Regions from separate parts of the Zea mays genome. Here region 2 is linked to region 1. The links are chromatin contacts, called in public Hi-C maps. All regions are on one chromosome and are shown on one strand. The core of a region is the stretch at or near the end of the contact, and the rest is flanking DNA. Distances in the headings are between cores, read along the strand shown.

The links. Hi-C and Micro-C count contacts between places; a contact is called where the count stands out from the background.
Region 2: a contact with region 1 is called in a Hi-C map of tassel, with 2.0 times the contacts expected there. The contact joins the promoter of LOC542601 here to the promoter of LOC541814 in region 1. A contact is called at or near these places in 2 of 25 Hi-C or Micro-C datasets (bundle sheath and tassel).

The regions. Positions count from the first base shown.
Region 1 is chr7:171,889,183-171,895,158 of Zm-B73-REFERENCE-NAM-5.0, reverse strand. LOC541814 (ribosome-inactivating protein) reads left to right here and starts at 3,183. Exons shown (of 1, transcript NM_001137489.2): 1 at 3,183-4,279. The coding sequence starts at 3,233. The coding sequence ends at 4,069. It overlaps LOC100284726 (protein UXT), which reads right to left. Exons shown (of 6, transcript NM_001157621.2): 6 at 5,803-5,976.
Region 2 is chr7:172,063,917-172,069,892 of Zm-B73-REFERENCE-NAM-5.0, reverse strand. It overlaps LOC542601 (eukaryotic translation initiation factor 5A), which reads left to right and starts at 3,309. Exons shown (of 6, transcript NM_001112136.1): 1 at 3,309-3,365; 2 at 3,517-3,650; 3 at 5,058-5,180; 4 at 5,261-5,317; 5 at 5,403-5,477; 6 at 5,945-5,976. The coding sequence starts at 3,525.

The DNA.
Region 1 (5,976 bases), core at 1,934-4,433:
GTGCTATCTTGAATGCTTTAATTCCATTCACATTCTGTATTAACATGATGTGTTTATTTTAGCCTTGCCTCCACATCAAGAAATTGGAATGCTTTCACTTTCACCTACCATGACTGAGGTATATTTGTTACTGGGAGCTAGGGCTTATTGGTTGCTCCACCGAGGTCATGCAATGGCCCTACTGGGAGCTCGGCGAGATGGACGACACACTCACCTACAGAGGGGAGCTAGGGTGTGTCGTGCATGCCTGCGAGCTGTAGAGAAGAGGGGGCAGTCTGGAACCGAACCCTCAGCAAGGTATTACATCGACTCGCTCCCCCCACGCCAACGTCCTCCAGTACGTGATCTCATCTGAATTTGTTCCGTGTTAACGATTACGTTACAGAGTACAAGGTCTTTACAATTCTCCTTCTTAGTTGTATTTTCGTCTTTCTGCAGGATTTTGCAGCTCCTACTGGAGAATGGCATTAGAGTAAATGAACTAACAAGGACAAAGGCTGCTCTCATCCTCCCATCAGTGGTAGGGAGCTCCACGTACAAACTTCATTTTCTTATTCACAATATGATTCATTGTCAATACAACAAAAGAAATTTGACAAATTGGACAGGTTCAACAATTGTGGGTGTGTCCATTCACCAGTACAACTGAATGCTTTATTTATTCCCATATAGCTTTGTGGGTTTATATGTCTGAGTTACCTCTACTGTACATAAGTAGGTGACCGCTACACTATGTAATTGAAAAAAATAGGAATATCAGACCAGGTATCCCTCTTCCATGGACCAATATTATTATTTTTGGTTGTGTCAGTACAAAAGACTATCTTGTTTTTCATCAAAGCTAGATTTGGTCCAGCTTGATACCTGTAGGATGCCAATGCTATTATAATCTATTGTTGGATGCCATAAATTTACCATTCATGTCTTCTGTTTTGTGCAACGATAAGGTTCATTTAATGTATATGGCCAAGATAGTTTAGATACAATCACACAATTAAACTTTTTAGTTGTATCTGTGGAACAACGATACTTTAGACATTGTATGCCGCCATGGTAATTGATGTTTTGCTGTTCATAGTATGATTCGATGACTACTATATTTAATTACTTATTGACAAAACGTGAGTTATTTCAGAATGCATGGAATTAAAATTTTAAGACAATAAGTACAAATAGGAGTCATTTCAGAATGCATAGAATTAAAATTTTAAGACAACAAGTACCTGGTAACAAGTTAATGTTTTTCATGTTAGGGTCAAGCTTGCAGCTGTATGAAGTTTTTTCTGTTGTATTATGTCTCCATGACTCCATAGAGTGACGTTTTTCATGTTTAATCATTACTTAGGTTTTATTTTACACATTTTTATTTTGTTTTCCCTGTTCCTTTTCTCTTCATTTCCATTCAATTAATGGGATGTTTGATACCTTACGATTGCACCAACCTGTTCAATTGTACTTCAGATATCATCTTCTTTGATTGTCTCTCACCTCTGCTTTGCTTCAGTACCTGTATTTTTTCCCATGACCCTGAATTCTATTTGCCCACATCACAACACTTGCTTCTTCTTGAACAAATAAATAAACAAACTTCACAGAACCGTAGTTTTTATTTCTATCCATACATTGTCAGTTTGATGATCCAGACGAGGTAGATAAAGAGAAAGAAGTTGAGTATGAAGAAATCGAGGAGGAGGTTGAGTATGAAGAGATAGAGGAGGATTAAGAAATTGATGGTGTGTGTGAATTTGATGCTAATGATGAAAGTAAAATGGTCGATGTTGATGCGAATGATGAGAATGAAAAACGGAAGTATCTGAGCTTCTTGCTCTTACTCATGGAGCTGAAGTTTATGTTGGGGCATATCTTCTAATGTATCTTCTGAAAATCTCAAACAACTATTCTGAAGATCTCAAACAACTATTTGAATCTGTTGGGAGCTGAAGTTTATGTTGGGCATATCTTCTGATGTATCTTCTCTACTTTAGCTTTTGCATTTCTATTCTCTGCAAATTTAGAGTCCCTTTTTCTGCAGGTTGTATATCCTTATTGTGTCGCATGTTTTGGCCGATGCTACCCGAATTGGGCAACAATGATCTCAGAATGTCATGACACACATTTGACATTGTCCGTCTACTATTGATCGTGCCTGCAAGATTGAACAGATCAAGCTTTGAAAGAAGGATGTCAAAAGGCATTGGTGATTGAACAAAGGCAGTCAAGAGCCATTGAAACTTTGAAAGAAAGTTGTATGTTGAGAGCACTAAGACAACGGTCTTACAGTGTACAAAATATATCACTGAATAGTTATATCTTACTTTTTTAGCACTTGAGCAATTAAACTTTTAGTTGTTCATTGTTATAGTCGATACCCAGATATCATACAGTGTCTAATATGAACATTTAATTTTCATGTAATCATTATGCTCTAACATTTTTAAAAAAAAATAATGTGCTGTTGCAACGCACGGGCATCGTACTAGTAAAGTATATATATATATATATATATATATATATATATATATATATATATATATATATATATATATATATATATATATATATATATATATATATATTATAGACTTTTACCATTCAAAAAAATTTGAGGGCCTCAATTTTTTGTTTCGCCCCGGGTCCATGAAACCTCGGGACCGGCCGTGTATATATATGGTCTTCCCTTCACTAACTATATAGAGACAGATCACATCGGAATAAAAGAAATTTATAGACCAAATCGGAAACCTAAAAACCAAAAACCGAGCAATTCGGTCTATTCGGTTTTAGTTAGCAGGTTCAAAATGTCCGGTCCTACTAATACTCAACAATGATTAAGAACCGATCTGCCATATTTTAAAAAATTATGGACCGGAATAACACATAGTGAAAAGTTTAAGGAGCGAAAATATTTTTTTTCCTTGGCAATTTGGACGGCACGCGGAGACTGGCAGACCGCATCCTCGTGAAGCACGTTGTCCATGCCTGAAGAGAGTATTCTGTATTCGCAGTATTCCTGCATTTAAAAGTTTGGTGAGCGAATCAATAATTGGCATAAATAATGCTACCGACGCATCACCACATAGTACGTACCATAGTCATCCTTATCCTATCGAATTACCTACATGCCCAACCCTCCCACTACATATATCTGCAACGAGTACATCGCCAATTCACAATGCCAATTGCCAGCAACCCATCCATACTTTCAGCTGTTGATACAAAAAGAGAAGAGAGAATGGCGGAGCCAAACCCAGAGTTGAGTGATCTTATTACTCAAACAAAGAAGAAAAATATAGTGCCAAAGTTCACCGAAACCTTCCCCGTGGAGGACACGGCCTACCCTTACAGCGCCTTCATCACCTCCGTCCGGAAAGACGTGATCAAATACTGCACCAACCATACAGGCATCGTCCAGCCCGTGCTGCCGCTGGAGAAGAATGTCCCCGAGCTCTGGTTCTACACCGAGCTCAAAACGAAGACCAGGTCCATCACGCTCGCCATACGTATGGACAACCTCTACCTGGTCGGCTTCAGGACCCCCGGCGGGGTGTGGTGGGAGTTCGGCAAGGACGGCGACACCCACCTCCTCGACGACAACGCCAAGTGGCTCGGCTTTGGCGGCCGGTACCAGGACCTCATCGGCAGTAAGGGCCTGGAGACCGTCACCATGGGCCGTGCCGAAATGACCACGGCCGTCAACTACCTGGCGAAGAAGACGACGACGACACTAGCAGAGGCGGCGGAGGAGGAGGAGGAGCTGCTGCTGCTGCAGGCAGCGGCTGACCCCAAAGCCGAGGAGAAGAGCAACCTGGCGAAGCTAGTGATCATGGTATGCGAGGGGCTGCGGTTCTTCACCGTGTCCCGCAAGGTAGACGAGGGGTTCAAGAAGCCGCAAGCGGTGACCATATCGGCGCTGGAGGGGAAGCAGGTGCAGAAATGGGACAGGATCTCGAAAGCCGTCTTCAGGTGGGCCGTCGACCCGACCGCTGAGATCCCCGACATGAAGGATCTTGGCATCAAAGATAAAAACGCAGCTGCGCAGATCGTTGCGCTCGTTAAGGACCAAAACTAGTGCTGCTGCTGCTACTACATATGAGAACAACGAGGAGGTCTCTGATGATCCATCCACGTGGTACAGTAGCAGTATACTCCTAGTGCTAGTATATAGGAGTATGTTACTGTGCAAATAAATACACCCGGCGTACGTGGTGTTCCTCGTATCCCTCTACTTGCTTGCATAGCGTCGATTGAATTTCTTTGCAAAAGACCGCAATTAACTTCCTCTATGGGTCTTATTTAGGGCCAGTTTGGAAATTAAAATCTCCTCCAAAATTTCTAAGGATTGAGTGCAAAATTAAACTACTAGAGATTAAAACTTAAATCTCCTCCGAAATTCTTGGCAAGGATTGAGGCAAAAGTTAAGCTCCCCAATCCCTGTTAGGAATATGAGATTTAAGTTTCCAAACGGTCTATTGACTCAGCGGACAGAGGGGGGAAACTTCAACAGTACACCAATTACTCCGGACAGAGAAAAATAATGGGTCAATTCTCTATATGCCATTGAAAAATATACTCGTTCTTTGTATACTACTGGTCTCACATGTCATACACACAAAATATACCTATATACCACTTAGTGGCACACAGGGAATAGTATAAAATCTGATAGCATACTATAATTTTTTTCAAAAATAATCCGGACCTCTGTAGGTAGAAGAAATCATGGTTGCTGATATTTAGAAACTTATAATGACTTGTTTGGGAACAATGAGAAGCAATTTTAATAACCATGGGAGGTGTGCTTCCGGTATTTTTCATGATTTTGTGGAGTTTCACATGAAGTTTAGCAAGTTCATCGTCCCATCGTTCGTATGGTATATATTTCGTGCTTTATATATTGAGAAAATTTTGGCTTTTAGAATAGTGAGAATACTGGAGATAATTGTGCTTTTATGCTTGCAATGGAATAGTTTTTTTTATAGACTGGAGTACGACTAGCGATGAAAACAGTCAAAAACAGTCAGGAAAACCCTTCAACCACTTTCAACCCATATTTTAATCCGAAATCATAAACGGTAACAATCGGAAAAACGAAACAGGAAGTAACATGATCACGTAAATGATATAATCGATCGTGAAATCATTGGTAACAGTCAGGAATCGGAAATTAAAATCAGGAATACTGGTGCATCTAACCACTCTAGACGTTCAATTCAAAGTAACAAATACGACATGATCTTACATTAAATAAGTCACTATTCTTAGAATGTTTCACTTTGTTTTTATTATTATTAGAACGTGTCATGTTTTACATAACTAAATAATGTTTTTACTTGTTACATGTAAGATTTATTTTTAATGTATTATTGTTAGATGTCATGTGGCTATTTATGTCATATAAAATATAATGCGATCATGTTTTTATTGTCAGAGATGAAGGTCCACTGGAACCCCATACCTGAATAGAGATAGCTATAAGATGAATCTTAAACCTATAATGAGTACGAAGATAGAGATGGATATGCCTCAGTCATAGGAATAGGGTGTCCAAATCCAGTGAGGAATTAGCACCTCTGGAATTCTCTATTGACACCTTTGGTGGTCTGGCCTATGCGAGTGGTCACGTACGACGCCAACGCCGGCGACCACATGTACTGGATCATTAATCGTTATAAGAACTTGTCGTGGGCCGAGAATGGGTAAGTGTGCGCAACTGCGCGCGTCGGGGTCAGGGAAGGCCCGGTGGTGTGAGCTCAACCTAACTTGGAAAAGAGGCTCAAATAAACTGCAAATCGGCAAGGCCATATGCCAACGTAATGAATACATAGAAATCAGTATGAGTTGTACGTGGTGTCGTCGAAGAGATTGTTGTACGAAGGGGAACCTCATTCTCTGCTCTAAAATACTGTCGGCACCACAATAATTTCAACTGCAAGAGTTGAAACGGAACCACGTTTAAAGAACACCACCCCCTGCTCC
Region 2 (5,976 bases), core at 2,060-4,559, 170 kb before region 1:
AGAAAACATTTCAACTCCCCCATCATAAACATCACGCATTCTGTATCAAAATCATACTAAACTCTTCACAAGATGACTTGTTAGTAGACCAAAAGACAATATCATCAACATAAATTTGGCATATAAACAAGTCTTTATCAACTGTTTAGTGAAGAGAGTAGGGTCAACTTTTCCAAATTTGAAGCTATTAGTGATAAGAAGAGGCAAATGTGTGTGTTCCTTCGTACATCGTCAGTCATCGGGCACGCACCATCATACACGCTTGCTTAAACAAAGAGGCAAATGTGTGTGTTTGCGAAAAGAATTAAAGACAGACCGGCACAAAAGCTACTCCGCGGGTAGCGAGGATGACAAACTGGTCATTGCTGCCAGTCCTCCTCCGTGTCACCTCCGGTGCCGAGATGTCGCTACAGTCCTTGATATAATAGTCGTCGAACGCGCGCGACATGACGAGTCCCGACGACTCTTGGCTGGACTGGCATATGAAGTGCACCCCTGGCTCATCAGCGAGGTAGGACATCTGGTCGTTGCACCACCAGATGTGCTACTCCTCTGCATACATCATGTTCGAGGACACCCACACAACGTCAGCAACGACCGTCGTCCTAGTGCACAAGAATTCATGGCCGGTCAGTAGCGACTTACGTGGCAGGTTGGGCTTCAGGTGGACGATGAGCTGGACGGCGTGATGGCGTCGTCGTTGGTTGCAGTGCCCAGAACAATTCGGGAGTCACCGACGTTGGCGATGACCATGAGTCCCCCTGCTTGACGATGGACGGCGTGGTGCAGCCGCTCTAGACTGCGTCCAAGCGGCGGCTGCGCCGGAGCTTGTCGTCCACAGTGACGCATGCGTCCACGCAGGACTCCTTCCAGAGGTCGAACTGACAGTCACCAAGCTTCTTCTCGTCGTCGATGACCGGCGCCAACGCGAGCGCCTCCTGCTAGTGGTGTTTGTTCAGGATTTCTAAGTAAGAAACACATTCTTGGCGCTAGTTTATAAAAATGACTCACAAGTTAGATTAATAAAAAAATATTACGGAGAATAAATGCCACCATGCAAAAAAAGAATTTAAGTTGAAAATATTATTCAAACAAAAAATTGCATGCAAGGATCTTATTTAAATACTTCTCCCTCCATAAAAAAATATAATTCATAAATCTCAGTGATACTTATCTACAATTGTGCATTGTGCAAGGGTAAGAGGTGGGCTTGGAGAGAGATTTGTAGATGTTTTTTCTGTCGTAGATGTAGACAAAAACACACATGTGGGGGAAGGAGAAAAGAAGAACAAAGATCGAGAATAACAAAATAGGAAATGACAGTTTGGGAAATGAGAAAGACAAAATAAAGAATGAGAATGACAAAATAGTGAAGCTGATCGATGGACCAAGATCGTTACTTGGTCAGGTCTGGCTCAGACTAAAAATTTTGATGTGTCAATTTGTCACATCGTTAATTCGTTAGGTCTACATCACGCTAAGGGTTGATTTGGTGACAAGGGGATCCCAGGAGGATTGGAGGGGATTGAGGGTCCGATCCTCCCGGGATCCCGGGTCACCAAATCAGCTCTAAGGGTCTGTTCATTTTGTTTCAAATCTACATGGATTGTGGGGTATGAAACGAAGGAGGCCTAAAGAACCTTTGACCTGACATTTTCCCCACTTTGATCTCACGTATATGCAGTACTGCAATGAGGTCGCAAAGAAGCTGATCAATGGAGCAGATCATAGTTTCGTTGAGCCTGACTCAGACTACAGATTTTGACCTGAAGCAGGTCATTACTTCGTTGGGTCTAGCTAGGACTAAAGATTTTGACGTGACAAAATTTTCACTTTAATCCGATGAGTGAGATCATAGAGAAGCTGATCAATGGGCTAGATCATCACTTCATTGCGTCTAGCTGGGAGTAAAGATTTTGATGTGACATTTGCTTTCGCTTTGATTTGGTCGGTGGGTACTTCGTACGGCTGGCTATTGCTTCAGGTTAAAGTCGATTGTTTAGATTGTTACATTTATAATTTATATAAACAAAAATATTGTAGAATTGATATAAATTAGTACGTATTAAAGCTAAACGAGCAAACAAAGATTTTGATCTGTTGTTCGCTTGACTTTAATCCATACTGATTTTTACTATTTCTATAAACTTCAATCTGATTAGTGGATACTTCGTCTTTTGCTTATCGAATGGCTACTTCGCTGGGTCTGGCTCCAACTAGAGGGTGTTTAGGATGGCTCAAGGTTTCAGTTCCAGTATGAAGCTATATTTTATATCAATTTAATTAGTTTTAAGAATATTTTTAATATACATAATAAATAAAGTGACTTATCTAAATGCATTCTAAAGGCTTACAATTTCAACTCCACATTTTTAGAGCATCTAATGACCTATTCTACTAACTTCACTAAATTTTCTAGAGAAATAGCTATCCTAAACAGAATATAAAGATTGCAGCGGGTATATGCCTGTATATTATTTTTTTGTGTATTGTATTTATGCTCCAGCTCTGCACATAAGATGTATAAAAAACTATTAGGGCTGATTTGGTGACCGGGGATCTCGAGGGGAAGAAATCCTCTTGCTATTCAAAATTGAATTGCAAGAGGATTTCTTCCCATGGATCCTCTAGAGATCCCTAATCACCAAATCAACCCTGATAGTGAGTCTTGGTTGTGTATTGAACGAGATATGCTAATATATTTAAAACAAGTATTATAAACTAGCCTTCGCCTTTCTGACCTTTAAAATTGATACTAAACTTACAACCACATACTACGATGCTATAAGGAAAACTTCAGGTGGGGGTGTTGCAATCCAAGAATAGTGCGTTCTCACGACGAATCTCTCAATCTGATCGGATCATCGGAATAAGAGGTTCGAAAACGTTCCCGCACGATTGTTTTCTTATCGCTGATCAGCAAAGGTGACGCTGAAAAGAAAATGAAAAGTCTTCGATAAGAAAAGGAACGCAAGGTCGCAAGCAAAGAAAAAAAAAAGGAAGGCGAGCCAAGGGAGGAGGAAAGATGCTTTTCAGCCGTCGATAGCGTGATTCAAACGCGAGAAGATGCCTTCCTCTGCAGCCGTACACGCGTCCGATCGCCCGACAAAACCGACGGTTCAGATACGCTCAACATATGCACCTGAAGGCGTCCAACCGACATGCGGGCCCGTTTTCCAGCAAGCCCCAAGAGTCAGTGAAACACACCGTCTTCTCTCGGGTTGGAAGCGGTGGGTGCACCTGCTGTTAGCGGTATAAAAAGCGGAAACCCTAGCATTCGCCGCGAGCTTATCACTTATCATCCCCATCCGCACCTCTCTCCATCTCCCTGCTCCTCCGCCTCCTTCTTGATCCAGCCAAGCCAGGTTAAATTCTGACCCGTCGCCGTCAGATTTACTTCCGAATTCAGTTGATCTGGTTTCAGATTTGTAATTTCTCTTGTTTCCTAAAATACGGGGAATCCGAATCGAGGCTAATTTTCGGATCTTGTTGTTTGTTTCTTTTTTTTTTTTGCAGGGATCGCCATGTCGGACTCGGAGGAGCACCACTTCGAATCGAAGGCCGACGCCGGAGCGTCCAAGACCTACCCGCAGCAGGCTGGCACCGTCCGTAAGAACGGCTTCATCGTCATCAAGAACCGCCCCTGCAAGGTATATGTGTGCGCAGTTTTGGGATCGGCTGTATTCCATTGATTAGTGTTGACCCGTGTCGTTGTGCTGTGAACTGGTGATATCGAGATGCAGTTGTCTTTGGTCATACTGTGATAGTACTGTTAAGTTTTGAGGGTTGATCCAATCTATGGAGGTGGAATTTGTGGGACTTGGATGCTAGATATACCTGGTGGCTAGAAGGAGACTTTGCTATTGCCAGCCGGAGTTATATTACAAGTAGGCTTTTACAGAATAACAGTTCATCTGATCTGACTTTCTGGAGACCAGAAAAAATACATTTAAGGCCTGTTTGATTTGCTGCCTAACTTGCCACACTTTGGGTAACTTTTTCAGCCTATGGTTAGTTCTTCAATTCGAGCGACTAACCTTAGTCAAAGTGTGGCACAGTTAGTCACGAACCAAACATGCCCTTAGTCAGAGTAGGTTGCACCCTGCCCATATAAGTAGCTGAAATAGCAAATGGGTGATCTTTTGGATTTTTCCCTTTACAATGCGGGAAAACTAGTTGGCATGTTGAGTTAATTCTTTACTCCTCTAAACTTGTCATTGAACATTCAAGGGTACTCATTATTTATCTTTGATGATGGTCTGAATGTTTGTACCCCATGTTCTATGGTGATATTGTCCAAGTGATCAGACAATTTATCATTTTAAGTTTCAACAGAGGGTTATCCAATTTCCATTATTCCAAGATAACGGGAATAAGAGATCACACAGATAATGTGTTTTAAGGAAAATAAAAATACTTTTATCTTTGTCAGTCTGTCATACAACTAAACTTAATGTTGCTGACTCAGTGTGATGTTTTCTTGGGAGCTATAAGCTGTTTAATGATGTTTGAAATCAATAAAAAAACTAAAATAACATATGCCCTACATTTTGGACAGAGTTTTGATTTGACCCCACAATGATTGTAAAACATTGTTCTTTATTATTGATTTTTTAATGAGTTGGGTTGTAATTGGGAAGTTATATTTGAATATTTTCTGTTTATCAATAAAACCAGTTTGTTGTCAAAATGAAGTTTCTTTTGGTCTGGCAATCCATTGACAAAGAGAATGTGAGTACGTACTTGTTTTGCAATTACCAAACAGGTTATCTCTTCTTTAATTCTAAACCTCGAAAATTTTCTATGTGGTATTGCCATACCGTATTTTATTTTAGGCTGTCACTGTATTATCATAAGGTGATAGTAAGCTCATTTCTGTTTATTAACCCTTCTATTTTATGAACTTCTGATGGATTTGAGTGATATATCAGCAACAGTTCATGATGCTGTCCCTAAAACTATTTGGAACTTTATTGCTCTTAAGTCGCAGCACATACGTCGCTGTTTTATTGAGTTTGTTTGCGGAATATGGTTGATAAAAACAACTTATGCTACAGGTTGTGGAGGTTTCTACCTCAAAGACTGGTAAGCATGGCCATGCCAAATGCCACTTTGTTGCCATAGACATATTCAACGGGAAAAAGCTCGAAGATATTGTTCCTTCGTCACACAACTGTGATGTAAGTTAATTTCTGTGTTAAGCTAAGTTCTTTTGATGGTTCACTTCATACGCCACTCACAAGTTTGACATTTTTTTAAGATTCCGCATGTGAACCGTACTGAGTACCAGCTGATTGATATATCAGAGGATGGATTTGTATGTTCCTCTAATCATTAAAACTACATTCTTCTTTGAAATAAATGTTAACTTCAGTCTTATATTTTAATTTAATTTGTTTCAGGTGAGCCTTCTTACTTCAGATGGCAACACTAAGGATGATCTTAGACTCCCAACTGATGAGACTCTTGTGGCCCAGGTCTGTTTGAAAACATTTTTCATCTTAAGTCTTGTTGGTTTTCTTATTGACTTCCAAATATTACAGATGGTGGTTATCTTTGTTAGCTTATTAGTCATATGTTCTTTCTTGGTAGCTTCTCTTCCTTGATGTTTGTTAATTGATCTGGTGCTTATAAGGAATGTGGAAAGTAGGGCCTTGTAGAACTAGACATTCCTTATGTATTTAGACTGTCTACCATTCTTTTTAAAAATGATATGACATAACAACCATGTCATATAAAACATGCTGAAACTGCACTAAAATTGGTTGCTTTAAAACTGAAACGTATGCATGACCTGCACTTTGTATGTTGTCTAGGATACAATTTATGTTGATTGGAAGTAGTATGCTGCATAACTTATGTCTGTTGGAGAGTTAATTTATCTACCTCAAGTGGCTGCCCAAACTAAATAATACTTCTGCATCTTGTATGCTTGGTAATTCAGATCAAGGAAGGGTTTGAAAGCGGCAAGGATCT